Regions from separate parts of the Mus musculus genome. Here all the other regions are linked to region 2. Evidence: chromatin contacts called from public HiCAR-type and HiChIP or PLAC-seq data. All regions are on one chromosome and are shown on one strand. Each heading gives the region's core, a stretch centred on a gene start, on an enhancer-like site or on the middle of the called end of the contact. The rest is flanking DNA. Distances are from core to core; before and after follow the strand shown. Region 1 overlaps Kirrel3 (kirre like nephrin family adhesion molecule 3). Region 2 overlaps Kirrel3 (kirre like nephrin family adhesion molecule 3). Region 3 overlaps Kirrel3 (kirre like nephrin family adhesion molecule 3).

Region 1 (3,066 bases), core at 340-2,839, 410 kb after region 2:
AGCAACAGCTTATGAACATCTCCAGGTGGATGAGGGGAACTTGATGGCTGGAGGATAAAATCCCATCACAGTGACTTGAGCAAAAGCCCAACTAGCAAACGCCATTGTTTCTGAGGGTGTTTGCCAGTGCAGTGGGTGTTGGGACTGACAGAGAATCAGAATCAGAGGAAAGGGCCTTGAGCCATGCTAAGGAGTCTGAGCCAGGCAGGCAGTGGGGAGTCGTGGTTGGTGCCCAATGTGATAATGGATTCAGTGGTGTCCAGGATGGAGCCGTGCAGGATGCAGGACCTGGGATATAAGGACAGGAAGTGCTGGGTAATTCATTTCTGGCTAACAGAAGTAGGATGAGCCCAAGCTTGCACAGATACTTGCTAGAGGCAAAAGAAAGAGATGGTCCTGGAGCAAGAGGCATGAACCAGTGCAAGAGGGCCCTTCCATCTGATTTCGTCAGGGCGTTCATAGCAATGCCTTTAACCCGGTTGAGTCCAGCAGTGGCTCTAGCAGAAGTATCCCCATGCTGTGCTACGCAATGTTCAGGGTTGTTTTTGATGTTCCAGAAATTTCCAAGCCTCTATGTCCTGATGCCCTGAATAAATGAACTGATGGAGGGACTCCATGGTCACTGTAGAGGAGAGAGAAGGCCTCACCTTGGACATACATGGAGAAAGCATGCCTCATGGGGCCTGAAAACAGGAACACTCACCCACCAGCCCAGTTCCCCAAGCTGCTCTCTCTGGCTCTGTCTCCTTCGCTTACAGAAGGTCGGGGATGAGATATGAGGTAGTACTACCCTCACAAGCCCCCTGTTCCATGGCACTCAGCATGCCCCGGAGACCATTAGCACCTCTCGGGGAATATTTAACTGAAAACAATTTCTAGTCGGGATCTGTTATAATTACTAATTAGATCTGATTATAATTATCTTTCGCTGCCATCCTTTACCTGACACGCGGGGTAGTGCGACGCCTGGCAACAATTAGCAGCAAGTCTTTCCTGATACACTGGATGATTAGAGACACAATTGCAGGGTCGGGGGGAAGAACCTGGCTTATTAAAGGGAGGCCACTGTTTACCGAGGAATGTTGTGAACAAATTAGATTAAATTAATGAGAAGAAACTTGGAGAGAGGAGATGGGCTTTTTATTTTTTCTTTTTTGTCTCTGCTGATGACATCATTTGGGGGAAGGGGCTCTGTTCCCCTTTATGGTCCCCTTCTGTAACTAACCTCAGGCCTTCAAGGTTTGGGAGCCACCATCATTCGGCTAGCCCAGTCAGAGACCACTGCAATACAGTGGACCACATACGCAGTGTTATTCACTCTGTGGCTTTGGACAAGTGGCTTTGGACATGTTTGTATGAGAAAGAAGACAGTGTAAGCTAGATGCTATAGCCAATTATCTGCATGATCTCTGGGAGGGTGAAGAAAAATGTGGTGTACATAAAACAGGCCTACAAGCTTTCTTGGGGCAGAGAAAATAGGCATTTTGCAGTCTCTGGGTTCAGCTCCAAGACTGACAGAAATGGTAACTAAAGGAAGGCTTGCAGGAAGCCCCTCCCCCATGCCATTAAGGGGCTTCTCCCTCTCCAAGAGTGGCAGCTGCAAAAGAAAGGCTAACCAAGGCAGACCATCCCCCAGCAGACACACTCCCTGTGCGTGCCAGTGGGGCTTCATCAGTAAATTAAATCAGGGACTTTCCAATTAGTGTTCACTGTGAAGAGAGAAAGCTGGAAGCCTGCCGTGCATCCCAGGGAAAGTCAGCTCACCTCGCTAACCCCGAGCATCTCTGTCCATAAAAACTGCAGAGTGGACTCTGAGCTAATGCTGAAAAGCAGAGGAAAGATCCAGTCACTCTTGGGGACAGGGCCACATGGCTGTTGAGTTGTCAAAGTGGTCACTGTAGCCTGACAGATTGGGGGAAGGGGGAAGAGAGAGAATGAATGAATGAATGAATGAATGAGACTGTTGGTCTGGACTAACAGTGAAGTATCCTTGCTGCCACATGCAAGAGGGGCCAGGGCCATACCAAAGTCCATTTTCCTCCCCAGTGTGGTGCCTATACTGGGAGATATCACAAGCACACCCGGAGCTGCTAGGCAGGAGCTGCACCACACTGAATAATCTTTTCAACACAAGGCTTTAGGGCATATCTAAGTTACTTTTCTGTCGCTGTGATAAAATACCATGAACAAGACAACGTATTAAAAAAAAAAGAAACATTTAATTGGGGGCTCACAGTTTCAGAGAGTTAGAGCCTATGGCTGTCATAGTGGAACACATGGTAATAAGCAGGCACGCATGGGGCTTGAGCAATAGCGTTGAGCTCACATCTTGATGCAGAGAAAGCTGGCTGGAAATGGTGTGTGCTTTTGAAACCTCAGTGACGCATCTCCTCCAACAAAGCCATACCTCCTAAACCTTCCCAGACAACTCCACCAACTGAGGACCAAGTATTCAAATATATGAGCCTATGGGAGCCATCTTCATTCAAACTATCACAGGGGAGCTGACTTCTTACTTGGCTGCTTAGGGCTCCAAAGACCATGTGCAATTCCTACTTATGAACTTCCCAGAACAGGAGTGGTCTGCAGTGCATCTAAACCAGTGTTCTTCTCAAATATGAACAAGGAGGAAAGGAAGGTTCTGCAAAGCAGAGTAGGGTTTGCCTCAACCCTTCTCCCGTCATCCCTCTGAGTATGTCCATCCCTGTTCAGCCCTTTCTAACAGGTGATCTGCCTTGGTGACCCCCAAACCACAGCATTTTGTCACCAGAGTCTAAACATGAGTGTCTATGAGATACACACCTCACGCTTGCCCTTTCAGTGACCAGGGTCTTGGGCAGAAACCAAAGCAAAGGTTCCAAGTATTCCAATCCAATCTACTGGGCCTTGGAAGCCAGGAACTTAAGGGCAATTAATGTGCAAAGGTCTCGCACTCAGCTATGGTCTTGGCTGGTTAGACCAGCACCACCACACTGTCTCTCGGGTACTTGAGAGCAAACTTACAGAAACAGCATGTTCACAATCATGGATTCCCAAAAAGGCAGACATGTAGAGGCCTTGAGGACA
Region 2 (2,976 bases), core at 157-2,656:
GGAGAGGGGGAGGGGGAGAAAGGAGGGAGTAAGCGAAATGTCAAAGAAGGGAGGGGAATAAAGGAAAGGTCAGTAATGGATTCCAGTCCATTCATTCACTCACTCATTCATACATCCTGAATGATATAGAAAGACAGTTGTAAGCAGGCTGTATGCCAGGTGTCAGAGATATAGCAGTACCCAGAAGCATCCCTCTCCTTCCATGAGCTTGCTGACAACCTGGGAGGCAGGTATTCACACAACTGAGACAATGTAGGCTATATGATGGGCCAAGCTCTGAGGGTTGTTGGAACACTTCCACATACAGAAGCAGAGATGGGCAGAGGGAATAAATCATTCCAAGCTTGGAGAAAAACATCCATGGCATAGTGTGGCAATGTCAGGGTAGCAAGGAGAAAAGGCAGAGGGTGTTGGTTACAGTAAAGCCAAAACTACATGTCTGCAGATCTTAAGTAGCCTGATAGTCTGGGGCAAGGTTCTGAGGTAGTTCTAAGAGGAAGAAGGGGCCTTGATGCAGGGGTGGGGTGTGACTTCTGGTTGCCATAGTATGCAGTGTTCTAGATGGGGCAGGGAAGAGCACAGGGAGAAGATAAGAAGTGCCTTGCAGAGAAAGACAACAGGTGAGATGGACGTGATGGCTAAGGGATAGAGAGAAGCCTGTGACCAGCTTTAATCCACAGCCAACTTCCTAGTTAAGTAAGATCTGAGGCCCTGGTAGGGAAGGGTGGAGACCTGGAGTCCAGAAAAGCAGATTAGCCACAGAGGCAAATGTTAAGATGGAGAACCTTTGCAGGCAGGGAAGGGCTCTTGCCACAGAACCTGAGTGGAATTAGAAAAGGTGAGGAGGCTTGCGGCAGGTGCCAGGCAAGGGGTAGTGGCCATTGGATGTTGTCTTAGGGACCATGCTCAGAGCAGCCCCATTCCAACACACCAAGCACAGGGCTCCCTTGGCAAGGGAGAAACATGCGCATCTCAAATAATGGCGGAGGAGAGGGCTTTGCGAGCACAAAGAGGCTCATTCATGAACTCACCAAGTTGTGCCTGTTGCCACAGTAACCTGTCAAGGGTTTGGCAGATCTAGGAGGGAGGTTTAAAAAAAAAAAAAAAAAACCCACACAACTAAAACAAAAACAAAACCCCCTGAGTTACAGTACTCAAAGCAAATTAGGTCACTGTTACGAGTTATTAATTTTAATGCATTAAGAAAAAGTGTGCAGGGGGAGTACAGGACTTTTTTTTAACGCGGCAAATGGGGAACAGGAAAAAGTACAACAATAATTATGCTGAAAGCAAAGTGAAGCGTTCCATAAAATGAAAGAAATGAACAAATTGCACACCCCTCCCTCCTCTTCCCTCAAGTTCTTTTAGGGGTTGCTGGGGTGGGGGTGGGGTGGCTCCCTCACAGCCCTCTGATGCAATTACAAGCCCTCATCTTGCTTCTTTGTATGTGTCGCGTGCTGTTACTTAAGCCACTCTGAAACTCCAGGATGAAAAGAAAGCAGGGAGGACCACTGCCTGGGGCTGAGTTATGTTCAATGTGGAATCCCTCTTAGGCGAACGTGTAGCCTACTGAGGGGAGACTGGATGCTGTGGACAGATTCTCCAGGGAGTAGGGACTCACAGAGACTCCAGGCATTTTGGTCTTTGGGCTTGGCTGACTTGGAGTGTCAACAGCTTCCGTAAATGCTGTTTCTCTGGCTGCAGAACTGGGTCATGTACCACTCTGGCTTCCTTGGCTTTTGTTCAAAGCTTCCCTGGAGCATGAAGAATCCTGCAAAGGAAGCCCAGGCCTCTGTCCCCTCCCAGTACTGCCTTCACTGGACTTTCTTGCTTTCTGTCCTTTGGGCCACAGTTCCTGAGCTGTCATGGAGGCAGGAACTCAGGGCACTGTGTCTGATTTCTGAGCAGTCTTCCCAAAGCCCAGCCGACATCAGGACATTCCCCAGCCTACGGACTGCCCACACCCCACACCCCACCCCCAGTTGCCTACAAGACAAATTGTGAAGTATTTCAAGCCCTAGGAAATCAGATCCCTCCGGGAACTTTTCTGTCCTCTTTTCTGGTCACCCTTCACAAGCTTGTGGTCCAGCGAAAGAAATGCTTCTGCGGTCTGCAAGTCCAAACCGTTGTCACTCGTCGCCCCTCTACTGGGATCCAGCCCACTTCTCTGCTGAGCAACCCTCTGTCCATCCTCAGAGTCACTGACATTTTTATGCAGAGTGGGACACTCCCTTCTGTGGGCTCTGTTGAAAAACACCTTGACCACAGCACACATCGATGGCTCATGCCTCATTGCACGCCTCAGTCCCCGAAACCCTTGGGGAGATCCATCCCTGAGCCTGTCTCCAGCATAGAGGAAGCATGGGGCCACTCAACAAATAGTTATCTTATTGCTTTCCTGGCCTCAATTCTCCGTGTATCAATGGAAAAGCCCTCCAGACTTCCTCAAAACCTATTTTAAACTACAGATCCCCATGTAGCATCCCCTGCCGTGTGAGTTGAGGATCAAAGTGCTAGAAGTCCAGCCTGGACAGTCTTTTTTTTAGAGGATGCTTTCTCCAAGGTCACACATCCCAAGAACAGCTCCTCTGAGATTTTGAGAACAAAAGTGGATAAAGTGCTGGCCTCATACATGGATGTTGCTGGAAGCTCAGGAGATGTCAAGGGAAGTGGGGAAGGGTTTGAGTCTCTGGTTTGTTTTATACTCTGTGGTTAGATGGCTTCAGTAAAGGTCATATCCACATTTTCTTGTATTCCCAAAGAGCATTGGTTAAAGCAGACTCTTTTTTTTTTTCATCTATTAAAATGTATTCCTTTTACGATAAACAGGGACAGGAAGTTGCAAGCCCAGCAGGATCTCTTAGAAGCCTGACACATTTCAAATGTAGCAGTGCAAAATAGGAAGGAATGTGGGGTGAAGCGTGGGTACATGGGCAGTATGCGCACACATATGAGCACGTCCTTGGATTGCTGGTG
Region 3 (2,884 bases), core at 189-2,688, 440 kb after region 2:
TGTTTTGACAGCTTGCAGACTAATGGATCTTGGGATGTGAAGGCAGCCAGGTTAACTAGTTCTCCAAAAGAGTTAACAACTTACTATTTACTTTTCAGCTCATCTGGAATCCACAACCTATGCTTCCCTTTTTTCTCTGCCTTGTAGTCCAGAGCAGGATCCTCAGGACCAGCAACCAAAAATATCAGATCTCTCTACAGCCCAGAGCCCACCAAAGCTCATCAAGCTATCCATCCCTAAACCTGTGCAGCCCCTACCCTGCCTCATCCACCCCTTTCCCCACAAACCACAGCAAAGGTTCATCGCACACTCTCTGCTCCACTCCCAGTGGCCTGGTGTGGCATGGCTTACCATGTCCCCTCCTCTTGTGAACTGTGAATTACTACTATGGTCGTGGCTTCTACATGTGTTCATGAATACAGCCAGAAATAACCAGTGCCACATACCTCCCCAGACGACTTTTATGTCATTCCAGGTGTAGTTTACGTTCTGCTGAGACTTCCAGATGAAGGAAACCTTGGAAGTCCATTGGCCCTTTTTATCTAGGGACAGAAAACTGGGATCTTGAAGGGTGGTGCCTGGACTCAGTTGACTTCTAGCAAACTTAGAAAACCTAGGTTTTCATCTTTTGGGGGGGGGGCTCTCCCAGACAGGCTCAGATCCCTAAGGTCCCCCAAACACCACCAGATGCTATATCAGGATGCCAGGAAAAGCAGCCTCCTGGCTCTGCAGTTGGGCCATAACCTTCCAGGACCCTGACTTGGGGCCCTCAGTTTTAGAGGGTGACAAGGTACATGCTTGTTCTTTAGTTCTGATCCCCAGCTGGCTCCTCCCCATAGGTCCTTAACAGAAGAAATGTCTTTTCCATCAGCAGAGGATGTGAATAAAAGGCCATTCCTATTCTAAGGATGGTTCTGTCCCATCTCAAGTTGGCTCTGCTGCCAAAGGCCACAGATCAAAGCTTGGCGTTACCACCCAGATCCTGGGGCCAGATTCCCAAACAAATGGCTTCTCTTGGGCCTGAATCAACCCCAGGAACAATGCTTTCTCTTGGGAGATAAGTCTGCTGCTCACATCCTGGGTGGAGCCTCACTGTGAGGATGTCAAGAAAGGCCAAGGTCATCCAAGAGAGACTGGGAAGGAGTAGGGTGTTTCTACATTGGAGGTGCCTGTCCCGGGTCTTTCTGAAGATAGTCCAGCCTGACCCTCCCAGGATACAGAAGAGAAGAGGATACACCTCATCTAGTGAAGACGGGGTCAGGATCACCCTATGAGACCTATTCCAGGGTAGCATACTCAAAAGGCCACTCTCTCCCACACAAGGAAGACAGCTCAGCCAGCCTGGCACATTGCCTTTCTGGAAAGGAGACTGTGTGCCTTTCCTTGCCCAGTTCCACCCTTATTTGGACTGTCACAAGGAGAATGGCATCTGGGCCAGCTGCCAGACCCTGAAGGGCCATGCCAGGCCCGGTTCTCTGTAATACTAGGCAACTGATTTCCTGGGCTCAGTTTCCTCCTCTGAACATGAAAGAGCTGGAAGAAACACTCAGGAAGTGCTCCAGCTGTGACAGGCTGCAAACCCATGGACTGCACCTATCTTAATAGGAGGAGCAGCCTGGCCCAGGAGAACGATAGGACCCAAGCTGAGGGGCTGTCTGAGACTGACCCCCACTCCCCATCTCCTTCCAGGAGTTCAGTTCAGCCAGGCAGTTTCTTCTCCAGAACTGCAAAGACAAGGGTCATAAGCTAAATAGGACTTCTGACTTACTTACAAAGACAGAGTAGCTGGGACTACACAGTACACACACACACAACCACTCAGACAGGGTCCACAGGAAAGTCTCCAGAACTGGCAGCTTGGGATCTAAGGTCTTCAGGATTTGTCACATTGTGGTAGTTAAGCACACTGATACTGAAGCTGGGTGGCCTAAATTTGATTCCAGGCTCCACCACCCTCTAGCTATGGGATCTGAACTTAAATTGTCTGTGACCTCGTCTGTATGCTAGGAACATAGTTAGCACCCAGGTCCAAAGATGGCTGGGGCCATGAGCAAGAAACCTGTGTGGCAGGCTGAGCCTGCAGTAAATACAGCTGTTGGGACCATCATGGGTCCTCTGGGTCCTCACACCTGGCCACCTGCATTTTCTGGATGCTGTGGTAGTATCCAAACACAGTAGTCCACAGGGTCCTGCAGGCTGGCCTTCCAGCAAGTCATAATGTTGGCTCAATCTCTCCATCTCAATCTCCCCCAATGAGAAATGGGATTGATAACACCTGTTAGGGCTACCGCAGGACTCAAAAGAAGCCACACAGCAAAGTTCCTTGCAGAGCTGGTGAGATGACCTTGCATTTGCTGTCGAGCCTGACTACCTTAGCTCCTTCCCCAGGATAGAAAGAGAGAATTAATACCCACAAGTTGTCCTCTGACTCCCACATGCACACTATGACATGTGTGTGCACACACACAATACATAAACACACAAACAAATAAACAAATGTAAATAAAATAGATATCCTGTCCTGGGAATCCTGGGGGGCATCTGGTATTCTCCCTTGTTCCTCCTGTGCTTGACACAAGAATGGGTGTCACAGGGCATGCATCTGAAATGTCAGCAAATCTGCAACTCCAGGGAGGGAGGAACTGGTGATAGGAATGGGCTTAGCCCCAAGGTCAACCTTCCCTGGGGCACTCTTCCCAACCCTTCTGCAGCTTCCCGGGGGAGGGCGACTGACCTACTAAGGGCCAGAGATGCAGCCTTAACACAAACACACACACACACACACACACACCACTCACACCACTTCTTTGTTTTCTCCACCTCAAGCTCCCTACCTACTCAAGGGGCTGTCAACCTGCCACCCCCTTGTCCCTACTGGGCATAT

What was found. HiCAR-type assays count read pairs that join an accessible place to other places. HiChIP or PLAC-seq counts read pairs in DNA pulled down with a chosen protein or histone mark.
Region 1: an H3K4me3 HiChIP or PLAC-seq map of embryonic basal ganglia shows a contact between it and region 2, with 4 times the contacts expected there. The contact joins two enhancer-like sites. A contact is called at or near these places in 1 of 115 datasets of contacts at active chromatin or transcription factors (embryonic basal ganglia) and 1 of 9 other capture datasets (embryonic stem cells).
Region 3: a contact with region 2 is called in a HiCAR-type map of astrocytes, with 5 times the contacts expected there. The contact joins two enhancer-like sites. A contact is called at or near these places in 5 of 115 datasets of contacts at active chromatin or transcription factors (astrocytes, embryonic basal ganglia, oligodendrocyte precursor cells and 2 more) and 1 of 9 other capture datasets (embryonic stem cells).

The regions. Positions count from the first base shown.
Region 1 is chr9:34,963,567-34,966,632 of GRCm38.p6, forward strand. All of the region lies in intron 4 of Kirrel3 (kirre like nephrin family adhesion molecule 3), which reads left to right. The region is part of intron 8 of Kirrel3os (a long non-coding RNA gene); the gene reads right to left. Among named protein-coding and RNA genes, the nearest start is that of Kirrel3os, 43 kb to the right of the region's middle. Within about 2 kb of position 1,590, at least 18 of the 459 cell types and tissues checked have an H3K27ac peak or open chromatin away from gene starts, as enhancers often do. A contact at or near this core is called in embryonic basal ganglia, where this site is marked.
Region 2 is chr9:34,557,060-34,560,035 of GRCm38.p6, forward strand. All of the region lies in intron 1 of Kirrel3 (kirre like nephrin family adhesion molecule 3), which reads left to right. Among named protein-coding and RNA genes, the nearest start is that of Kirrel3, 70 kb to the left of the region's middle. Within about 2 kb of position 1,407, at least 74 of the 459 cell types and tissues checked have an H3K27ac peak or open chromatin away from gene starts, as enhancers often do. A contact at or near this core is called in astrocytes, embryonic basal ganglia, oligodendrocyte precursor cells and 1 more, where this site is marked.
Region 3 is chr9:34,992,608-34,995,491 of GRCm38.p6, forward strand. All of the region lies in intron 5 of Kirrel3 (kirre like nephrin family adhesion molecule 3), which reads left to right. The region is part of intron 3 of Kirrel3os (a long non-coding RNA gene); the gene reads right to left. Among named protein-coding and RNA genes, the nearest start is that of Kirrel3os, 14 kb to the right of the region's middle. Within about 2 kb of position 1,439, at least 141 of the 459 cell types and tissues checked have an H3K27ac peak or open chromatin away from gene starts, as enhancers often do. A contact at or near this core is called in astrocytes, oligodendrocyte precursor cells and stem cell-derived neural progenitor cells, where this site is marked.